Linked DNA regions of Triticum aestivum: region 2 is linked to region 1. A link is a contact called in public Hi-C data. All regions are on one chromosome and are shown on one strand. The core of a region is the stretch at or near the end of the contact, and the rest is flanking DNA. Distances in the headings are between cores, read along the strand shown. Region 1 has its middle 16 kb from the start of LOC123068026. Region 2 holds the start of LOC123066860.

Region 1 (4,634 bases), core at 800-3,299:
CCAAACGCTGACTTTTGTTCTTGGAACGACTGCCGCTCAGCTCAAGTGTATCCGCCAGAGTCTGCAAAATCTGCTGACAAATTCTACCGCTAGTGCTACTACATTTCTAGTACGTACTACTCCATTCCTTCCTAAATATTTGTTTTTTTTAAGATTTCAACAAGTGACTACATACGAAGTAAAATGAGTAAATCTACACTTTAAAATATGTCTATATACATTCATATGTGGTAGTCCATTTAAAATTTCTAAAAAAACAAATATTTAGGAACGGAGGAAGTAGTAGCTTTTTTGACTCGTCCACGCATGCCGATCGAGCTGTATTCACACTGGCCGCACTTGGCACAGCTACCAGCGCACGGGTATAAAATTGTAAACCATATTTGAAAACAAAACATTTTTTGGTATTCCAAACAATATTCAAAGTTTTTACACGGGTTTCAAAAAGAATAATAGAGTCAAGAGGAGGGAAATGAGTGAACGAAAAAACAAAAGCTGTTCCTGTCGCTAGTGGAGCTACGGACACAACCGGCCAAGCCCACGCCTCAGTAGCGTTTACTATTAGGGCGATGATAGGCGCCGGTCCGCGCACAACCACCCGATCTATTCGTACGCACCCGTTGGATTCGGTCCTTCCCACGTCATCTTCTTCCCTCGCACTGCTCGCGAGTAAAAAAAAGGGGATCCACGACTCCACGTGCTCCCCACGAGCACACCACCCCCCGTCCTCCTCCTCCTCCTCGTGGTTCTGTCGTGCCCGACAAGCTCCGGCGAGGTCCCGCCGCCATGGCCGTCTGGATTGTATCATGGCCACCAATTGATCCCAGGAGCGATTCACCATGGATGCAGCTCTAAAAAGGCCGGATCCAGCGCGGGGGCGCCGTAATTGAGGCATCCCCAGCATAATCTGCCTCCGGCTCGCCGTGGCCGTCGCCTGGCTCCGTTGGGTCCAACAAAGTAGATCCAAAAGCAGCAAATCCTTACTGATCGGTTGAAGCAAAAACATTATAATGTTCCAGCAAAAAAAGACATTTTTCCAGCAAAAATCATCAACTGGGAGAACTTCGGTGGTTGATTTGTAGCAAATAAATTTGCTAGTTCCAGCAAAAATAAAAGCTGGTTCCAGCAAAAAAAGACTCCGCAGGGACACTCCACCGGTTTGATTGTAGCAATAGAAAGAAAGATTGTTAGCAAAAAAGTTTGCTAGTTCCAGCAAAAAAAAACCGCTAGTTCAGCAGGAAGACTCTAGCGGTTAGATTGTAGCAAAAGAAACAATGTAGGAAAAGAATTGCTAGTTCCAGCAAAAGAAAACACTTGTTCCAGCAAAAAAGACTTGTTTAGGAAACAACAAATTGCTCGTGGGTGCTGGTTCCAGCAATCCAGCTCGCCGGATCCAACAACCCAGATCACCGGCTGCAGCAAAAAAAATGAGGGTTGCAGCTCGCGATCGTCGCCCTCCCTTCATCAGCGCAGTAGCAAAACGCTCTGCCGGTTCAAGCAAAAAAATTCAGCCAGTTGCAGCAAAAGAGTCACAGATCGCCGGTTCCAGTTCACGTCTTCTCCAGCACAGACGGGTACCAGGCGCAGCACCTTTGCCCCCTCATCTCCACGGGAAAGGGGCAGTGGCTTCTGGAGCTCCACGGGAAGAAAGATGGGAGATGGAGAGAGAGGAGGAGGAGGCCACCGGGGAAGAGAGATGGCTTCGATTGAGAAGATAAGGAGAATGAGAAAAGGAGGCGAAGGAAATGAGTGGAGGAGAGTGATTCGGGGGGAGAAAGAAAAAGATAATGAGATTAAGCGGTTACGGGGCCCACGAGGGAGCCTGTTGCAGGACGCACGATGCGCCTGGGAGCGAACGTGTGGCCTTTGACCGGCCGAAATGTTAGCCGGTCGGCCGGCTACGATCGTTTCCCTTACAATAATCAACCAAATACCACTCTATAAACGCTTTTATATTAGTTTACGGAAAAAATACCTCATTCAGTCATGCAATAGAAAGAAAAGTCAAAGATGCCGAGAGGCTCTTGTTGCATGCAAGCTGCACCCACCTACCAGGACTCGGTAGTCGATGGGTACCATATATAGGAAGGCAGAGCTTCCCTCTTGCTCGGGATGGTCAAGAAAACAAACGCTGACTTTTGTTCGTTCAACGACGGCCGCTCAGCTGAAACGTAGCCGACATGGACTGCAGAGTCTGCGGACAAATTCCACCGCTACATTTCTACGTACTGGCTTTTGACTCGTCTACGCATGCCGATCGAGCTGTATGCACACGGGTACCAGCTACCATCGCACGGGTATAAATACGGCATCGGTGCAGCGCAGCTGTGCACATTAGCTTCTCCAAGCACAGAAGTAACACACGCACCCTTCCTTCCTTCAGGCTTCAACTATGGCTCTCGTCAGGAACTTGGCTGCGCTCCTGTGCGTGGTGCTCGCCTCGCTTGCGTTCGTCGCACAGGCCGTGCTTGCCGCCAGAGGTATGTATCAACTCTCGACCCCCTCTCTTTTTTGTTCGAAAATAGTGATTTTTTTCGAATGTCTAAGGTGATGTCCCGCATGTCTAATGCTGCAGGTGATTTAAGCAACGTGAAGCGAGACGGTGTGAGGGGAACCTGGGCGTCCCCTTCCTACCAGGTGCGGCCGGGGCCGCTCCCGCGCTATCCTCCGAAGTAGGATGGAAGCAATCTATGCCAAGAACGGGAATACAAGTATGCCGCTCAAGAGTAATTTAGTTATTTGTCACTGAGCACTGAGCGTTCGCTGCCGATATAAAGATACCGAAATGCACGATTGTATTTGTATGTTACTCCATGCGTCTCATGATATAAGATGTTATTACAATCGTATGCGAATAAACAACAAGGAGCAACCTGTGTGCCTTGCTGTGTGTCCCATGTCCGGAGACTGTCCGGTGCTGAGTCTATTTGGGTCATGTTCAAGCTATTACTTATTAGAATCATGACATGAAACCTGTCTTTGCGTTGTTTTTTTACCACTACTTGTACCTTGAATGAGCAGTACAAGGAGAAAAGGCTCAATGAATTTACGCGGTCTCTCCACCCGTGTGTTCAATGCTTTCCCTCGTGAGCACAAACGCCGGTTTTCATAGTGTTTGTGTGAGCCGACTCTCGCTTTCTAATTTTGGAGATCTAAATCTCATCCAAGAAGCTGAGATTTGCCAACGGGTCCTTTTGAGACTTCCATCACAAACCGGTCCGAGGCAACATGTGGACTTGTCCCGTTTGAATCTGTTCTTCTTGCCTGTGGATGTCCAAGCTATTTGTCGTATATGGCTATGTCCGCGTTTTGGGGATGATTTCATTGCCTGGAAACCAGAGAAGAATGGCCAATTCACAGTTTGAAGTGCTTACTGGCTAGCTGCGGTGGTCTTCCCCATGCCTCCGAACCCGACAACGTACATCATGTCGGAGCTGTTGTTTTCGTCAGTCACCCACTTCTAAAGATATGATTGGTTGACTATAGACGACGCATGCATCGTTTTATTCCTTGTTCGGCGCGAAGCAAACAACAAATAAGAATCGAGCGATGCGAGACGAAAACGCGGTAAACCAACCAGCAAAACGAACCCCTTTCATTTTTTATTTTTCTCATCTCATTATAATAATATTATAGAAAAAGAAACGAGCGGTACGTGCATGTTTTTTTTTCTAAAAGAAGAATTTTTTTTACCACAGATGACGCCCTGTACGTGTTCTTCCTCCCGGCCCCGTAGGTAGGTCGTTTGTCTTCCTTTCTTCTCCTCGCCATCTAGCAGTCAAGCTCCCACCCAATTATTACATGTATTTCACTACTCGCCCGACCTTGTTTGTTGCGGGCCCGCCGCGATTTCCTCCGCCGCCGTGTCGTATGCATATGTCTTCCTCGCCCCGCCCCGCCCAGCATCTCCTCCTCAACCTGCACTAGCCGACGAGCTCCTCCCCTCCCCTCAGGATGCATCCTCCACCATGGACTTCTTTTAAGGGAAGACGCCAGAGAACTGGAAGAAACATACAGTAATTTTTGACACCAAACATGTTCGTGCCTTTTATATGCGTGCAAAAGTTCGTGCCCAAATGACAAATTATGTGCTCCGGTAGAAAAAAAAAAACTAAATGTGCCCTTAAAAGTAAATTTGGATAAACTTTGAATTGTGTGCACTTAATTGCCATCCCACTTAATCTGTATGTTTTGCTGGTTACTACGCAGGGACACGTTGGACCATGGTTCAACAAATCCTCTATCAAAAGAAGACTTGAAAATAGCAGTAGTGACACTTTGGCTATGTTACTTCCGATAAATATCATTGTACCAGTATAGCATATACAACCTCTGTAAATTGCAAAAGCGTATTACATTAAGTTAAGGAGGGTGTAGTGACAATCCTACATTGAATCTCGCAAATGTATTATTAGTTTGCATATCATCGTAGGCATTTGGAATGAGCAAGCGTACCTTACAACTTTTGAAAGCAAGCCGCTGGAGGGCAGGAGTGTTGTGTAGAAAACGGTCCGTCACCAAGGTTACAGTCGTCCAGGGTCAAGCTTTTGAGGTTGGGGAACACACAACAAGCTTTTGAGGTTGGGAAACAAGCAACAGGGTTCATCCAGCACAGCCTCCAGAAGCACGTTGGA
Region 2 (4,564 bases), core at 1,113-3,612, 170 kb after region 1:
CTTGGTGGAGGCCATAAGCAGCCCAGGCGGGAATAAGGGGAGATCCAACAGCCAAGAAACGCCCTCAACTTGAGATCAGACGGCTGAAACACTTATGACCTGAGAGAGCTCCTAGAGTGCTTAGTTATAATGTATATAAATAGTGTGCCAAAGCTGTTTCCACCATTTTCTTGTATTATTCTAATAACTACCTTGTTCTAGAGATTCAGTAGTTTGAGGGAGAGGTTGGAGAGATTGTTCTAACAAGGAAGGGGGGGGGGGTAGAGAAAAAGGGGACACGGGGATAGAACTGGCCAAAACAACCGTTTCCCAAAAACAACAAACACATCGTATGAGCTACAACTAGATAGACATCTCCTGGATGGGGTGCTCATGTTGTTCAATTTGGTGTGCTAAATCATGTGACTCTGCGCCTCTCCCACTTCGATCATCGAAGTTGTCGCACATCCTCCTTTGTCCCACTTAGTTGACACTCACTTCCATTTTCTTTTGCCGTGCTCACTTGATGCTCTTCTTATGGTTCTCTTCTTATGGTTGGTAGCAGATTCTTACCACCTCTCACCAGATGTTTCTCATGAAGGTTTTGAAGCAGCAACTAGAAGGATATTTTGATCCACAATCCTGATGTTTTTATTGGTTGAATTGACACTGAAGTTTTTTTGTTTACTAATCTTTCATAAAGCCCTAAATGGTTGTGTCTTGTAGGTGAATGTGATGGATAACTGGAGAAACATGATGAGGTAGCGGAGACCGGAGTTGCCTGGTATTATGGATGTAGGCTCCATTTTGTTATGTAGGGGCTGGTGCTGCTACTGTCATGTTGGAATGATGTTGTTTCTATCTGACCAATTTCACATGAGGTTGCTAATAGCATTTGACAAATGGTGTGAGTAGATCATGTAAATTTCTGCTTCTATTGGATATGCTTCCGAATTTAGTTGCTCTTTATTGGATTTGAATCATTGGACCAATATCCATTTGGGTTTAGGGTCATTGTCATTTGCAAGATGAGTTGAAGATGATCCTGTTTCCTACTGTCGTTGCTATTGAGGTGACAACGACTGAGTTAGGATGAGATGGTGTTGATATACATGACAGCTGCGATTTTCTAATGCAGCATTGAGATAAAAAAAATTGTGAGGCATGCTCAGTTAAATAATGGTAGCCACTAGTTTGTATGTATGTTTACTTTACCTGCATTGAAGTGAAGAATCCTTGTTGATTCATAGATCTGCGCTGGGCTAAATGTGTAGGATGAAGAACGACAATTTTAATTCAATTGCATCTCTTCTATAACATGTTCCTGAACTGTAGCTTTACTAGTACTATTTTATACAATGTCGTGCCATTAAAAAATTGTGCCACTCCCTTTACGCAAAACCCGATGATGGAGTATAAGCACGACACGATCATAAAAAATGACAATCTGTTGCCACGTGAATAGCTTGCAAGTTAAGATCCTCCGCTAGTGCCATTGATTCCCAAACTGCAAAAGCTTCTAAAGTAGTAGGTTCTAAGATGCCCTTAAGCACAATAGCGAATGCGCCGAGGACGTTACTTGGATAGACACATCTAACCCATGGAGCATCGGACCATGGGCCAGGTCGGGGACCCCATAAAGTTCATCTGCATCGTCAACACCCTGCGCAAGAACATGCCCACTACCTGTTAAACATCATATTGTGACCTGTCACTGGTGATGTTTGGTTTCGGATTGATAACGTACACGTAGACGCAATGTGTTCATGTATTGGAAATATAATGACCAACTTGAAGTATAAGATAAAGTAGAATAAAATCGTACAATCATATCTTTTTTAATAATCATAATACTCAACAGGAGCAGATCTCACGTGTTGCCCCTGAGATCCGATGGATCTGGTCTCACATACCAACCCGCGAGACCCGCTGATGAATGACACGCGGCGATGCCATCTCAAAGCCGTGGTCATTTGTGTACGTACCTGTTGAGATGTAGGATTTGCAATCACGATTGGAAATGATAAAATGGCAAAGTGGTGTTGGTGCTTTGAGATCGTGGAGGCCACGTGTCATCTACCGGGGCACGTCTCACGTGATGATCTGTAAAACCGGGTCTCGTAGAATTTTATCCCGAGGAGATAGAGCAGTAGCTGCAGTCTAGCTAGGCGCCCACGTCTCGCTACGGATAGGGATGGCAAACGACCGCTCCTCCCTACCGTGGCCGACGCCCGGCGCGGTGACGCGGCGGCCAGCGACACCGCTAGCCGCACGTGTGCAGCCACTCGAGGCGCACGTGTCGCCTTAGCCGACAGCGCGGCACGCGCTCACTCCTCACTCAGTCTCTGTCCCCGCCTGGAACTCTCAACCAAACCCCTCTCCATGTCCAGCTCCACGACACGGCCGGCGTGCGTGTCAGTGCTTATCTTTTTCGCCCGAAGTACCAAGAGTGGCGTGGCGAGGGTGGCCGGCTAGCTAGGTAGTGGAGCGTGTCAGAGAATGGTGGCGCCCGGCCTGACCCGAGCAGAGCTGAGCCTGAGCTGAGATCCTCCTTCGCGCATGCTTTCTTCGCCTTGCTCCGTCGCGGCGTGCGGCGCTCGCGCGTTCCGGGGCCTGGCCGTGGCCGCCGTCCGGCTCCCGATGCTCCTCTTCTGCGACGCCATGGTGTGGGCCGTCACCTTCCTCACCTTCCCCGTGCGCCTCCTCGCCGCCGCCGACAGGGAGCGCAAGGTGACCACCTAAGCCGCCGTCCGCCGGCTGGTCCGCCCTCGCTCGGCTAGCTCTGATTCCTGCGGTTTTCTTCTTTCTGGGGCAGCTGGAGCGGCTGGTGGGGGAGATGCAGGGGCAGATGGAGCGGGTGGTGTGGGAGAACAGGGACCTGGAGCAGCGGCTGCGGACGGCGCTCAAGGAGAACGCGACCATGGAGGACATCCTCGACGAGATGGAGGAGGAGAACGAGGACGCCTTCGCCAGGATTGACCAACTCGAGAGCCATGTACGAGCAGAGCCGAATCCATCGATTCGCCATTGGGGGGATTCGCTAATTTTGTGCTTGGCGTCTGTGCCTGCAGCTCAAGGCGCTCAAGAAGGAGAACATGCGGCTCAAGGAGCAGAGAGGCAAGTCCGTGTGGGACAAGGCGGCGGCCACGGCCACGGCGGCCACGGTGGCGGTGGCTGGAAGTGGCGGGGGCAAGAAGAAGGCTGGTGAACCGAGGGCGTGGGAAGGCCAAGAAGAAGAGGAAGAAGACGCGGCAGCTCAGAAGGACCGGCCCGTGGTCTTCAAACCCGGCGACATCGACGCCTTCCCACCGTCAGAGGCGCAGGCCCGGCTTCTGCGGGCGACGGCGCGGCGGCGGAGCCTGTTCAGCTTCGGCATGTCGCTGGCGGTGGGCGGGATCGCGTGGTCGGCGGACGGGCCGTGCCTGCCGCTTCTCGCGGGGCTCGTCGCCGTGGTGGCCATGTCCATGTGCAGCGTGTCGCGCCTCTTCCGCGCGCCCGCGGGCCGCCGCGTCCCGCCGCCGGCGTCCGCCGCCTCCGACGGCGCCGTGGCGCTGCTGAGCCTCAACTGGTTCCTGCTGGGCGTGCTCACGTACCCCATGCTCCCGGGCGTGGCGCGGGCCGTCCTCCCGCGCGTCCTCCCGCGCGCCACGCGCCTCGCCGGCCCCGCCATGGCGTGGCTCGCTGCCGCGGTGCCCGTTTGACGGCGTGAGGTGGCACCGCAAAATGGCCTCCGTCTGTGTGTATCCGCGGCTCTGGTTCTCTGTTTTCTGAAGTTATGCGAGTCGTTATAGCAAAAGAAAAACTTCATTCTCCTAAACTTGAGCATGTACAGACGTAGGATCTGCCCACGAATATGTGTATTGTACTTGTCAGATTCAAACAACACACTAACATCGTGGCTTTGAATAATGCTATGATTAATTATTAGTGTTGGATAAGTTTTCCTCCGCAGTTTTTTTGTTGGTTTGGTAAAGCAATGCTACACTCGTAATCTTAAGAGCATCTCCTACAAATTTGGAGATGTGAAATAGGAGATGTAAAAATTTACATCTTCACATCTCAAAAAAGGACAACTCCAACAGATGATGTATATTCGAGATGGAAAAAAGCAACTCCAATAGATGATACAAAATGGAGATGTAAAAAATAGGCCGCTTCGAGATGGAAAAAAGCAACTCGATGCAAAATGGAGATGTAAAAGATAGTCGGCGGCGGGGCCGTGGCGGTTGTGCGTGGGACGACGAAGGGGCAACGGGGGTTGTGAATCGGGACCGCGGCGGCGCCGATCGTGGCGGTAGAGGAATGGCAATTCAAGGCGAAGAAGCGTCGGAGGGGCGGCGGGGGCTCGACGGTGCGGGCGGCGGGGGCTCGACAGTGCGGGCGGTTGGCTTCACGCGATGGGAAGAATGGCGGATGCGGGCGGGCGGCGTGGAGCGCCTTTTCTACCTCCGGCGGTGGGTTGAGGCTAGGAACAAGACCAGACCGTCCACGATCGCGCCGTGGAAGCCATTTTGGCAGTTGGACCTTCGGCGAAGCTTCGATTCAAAGTGGTAGCTGAATCGAATTAGCAGCTGCGGGGGATAGC

The links. A called contact is a pair of places that touch in the nucleus more often than the background predicts.
Region 2: a contact with region 1 is called in a Hi-C map of leaf, with 4 times the contacts expected there. The contact joins the promoter of LOC123066860 here to the enhancer-like site in region 1. A contact is called at or near these places in 2 of 5 Hi-C or Micro-C datasets (both in leaf) and 1 of 1 datasets of contacts at active chromatin or transcription factors (leaf).

What each region holds. Positions count from the first base shown.
Region 1 is chr3B:822,646,327-822,650,960 of IWGSC CS RefSeq v2.1, forward strand. No RefSeq gene overlaps it. Among protein-coding and RNA genes, the nearest start is that of LOC123068026, 16 kb to the left of the region's middle. Within about 2 kb of position 2,050, at least 5 of the 8 cell types and tissues checked have an H3K27ac peak or open chromatin away from gene starts, as enhancers often do. A contact at or near this core is called in leaf, where this site is marked.
Region 2 is chr3B:822,815,592-822,820,155 of IWGSC CS RefSeq v2.1, forward strand. It overlaps LOC123066860, which reads left to right and starts at 2,363. Exons shown (of 3, transcript XM_044489856.1): 1 at 2,363-2,709; 2 at 2,795-2,974; 3 at 3,051-3,903. The coding sequence starts at 2,539. The coding sequence ends at 3,680.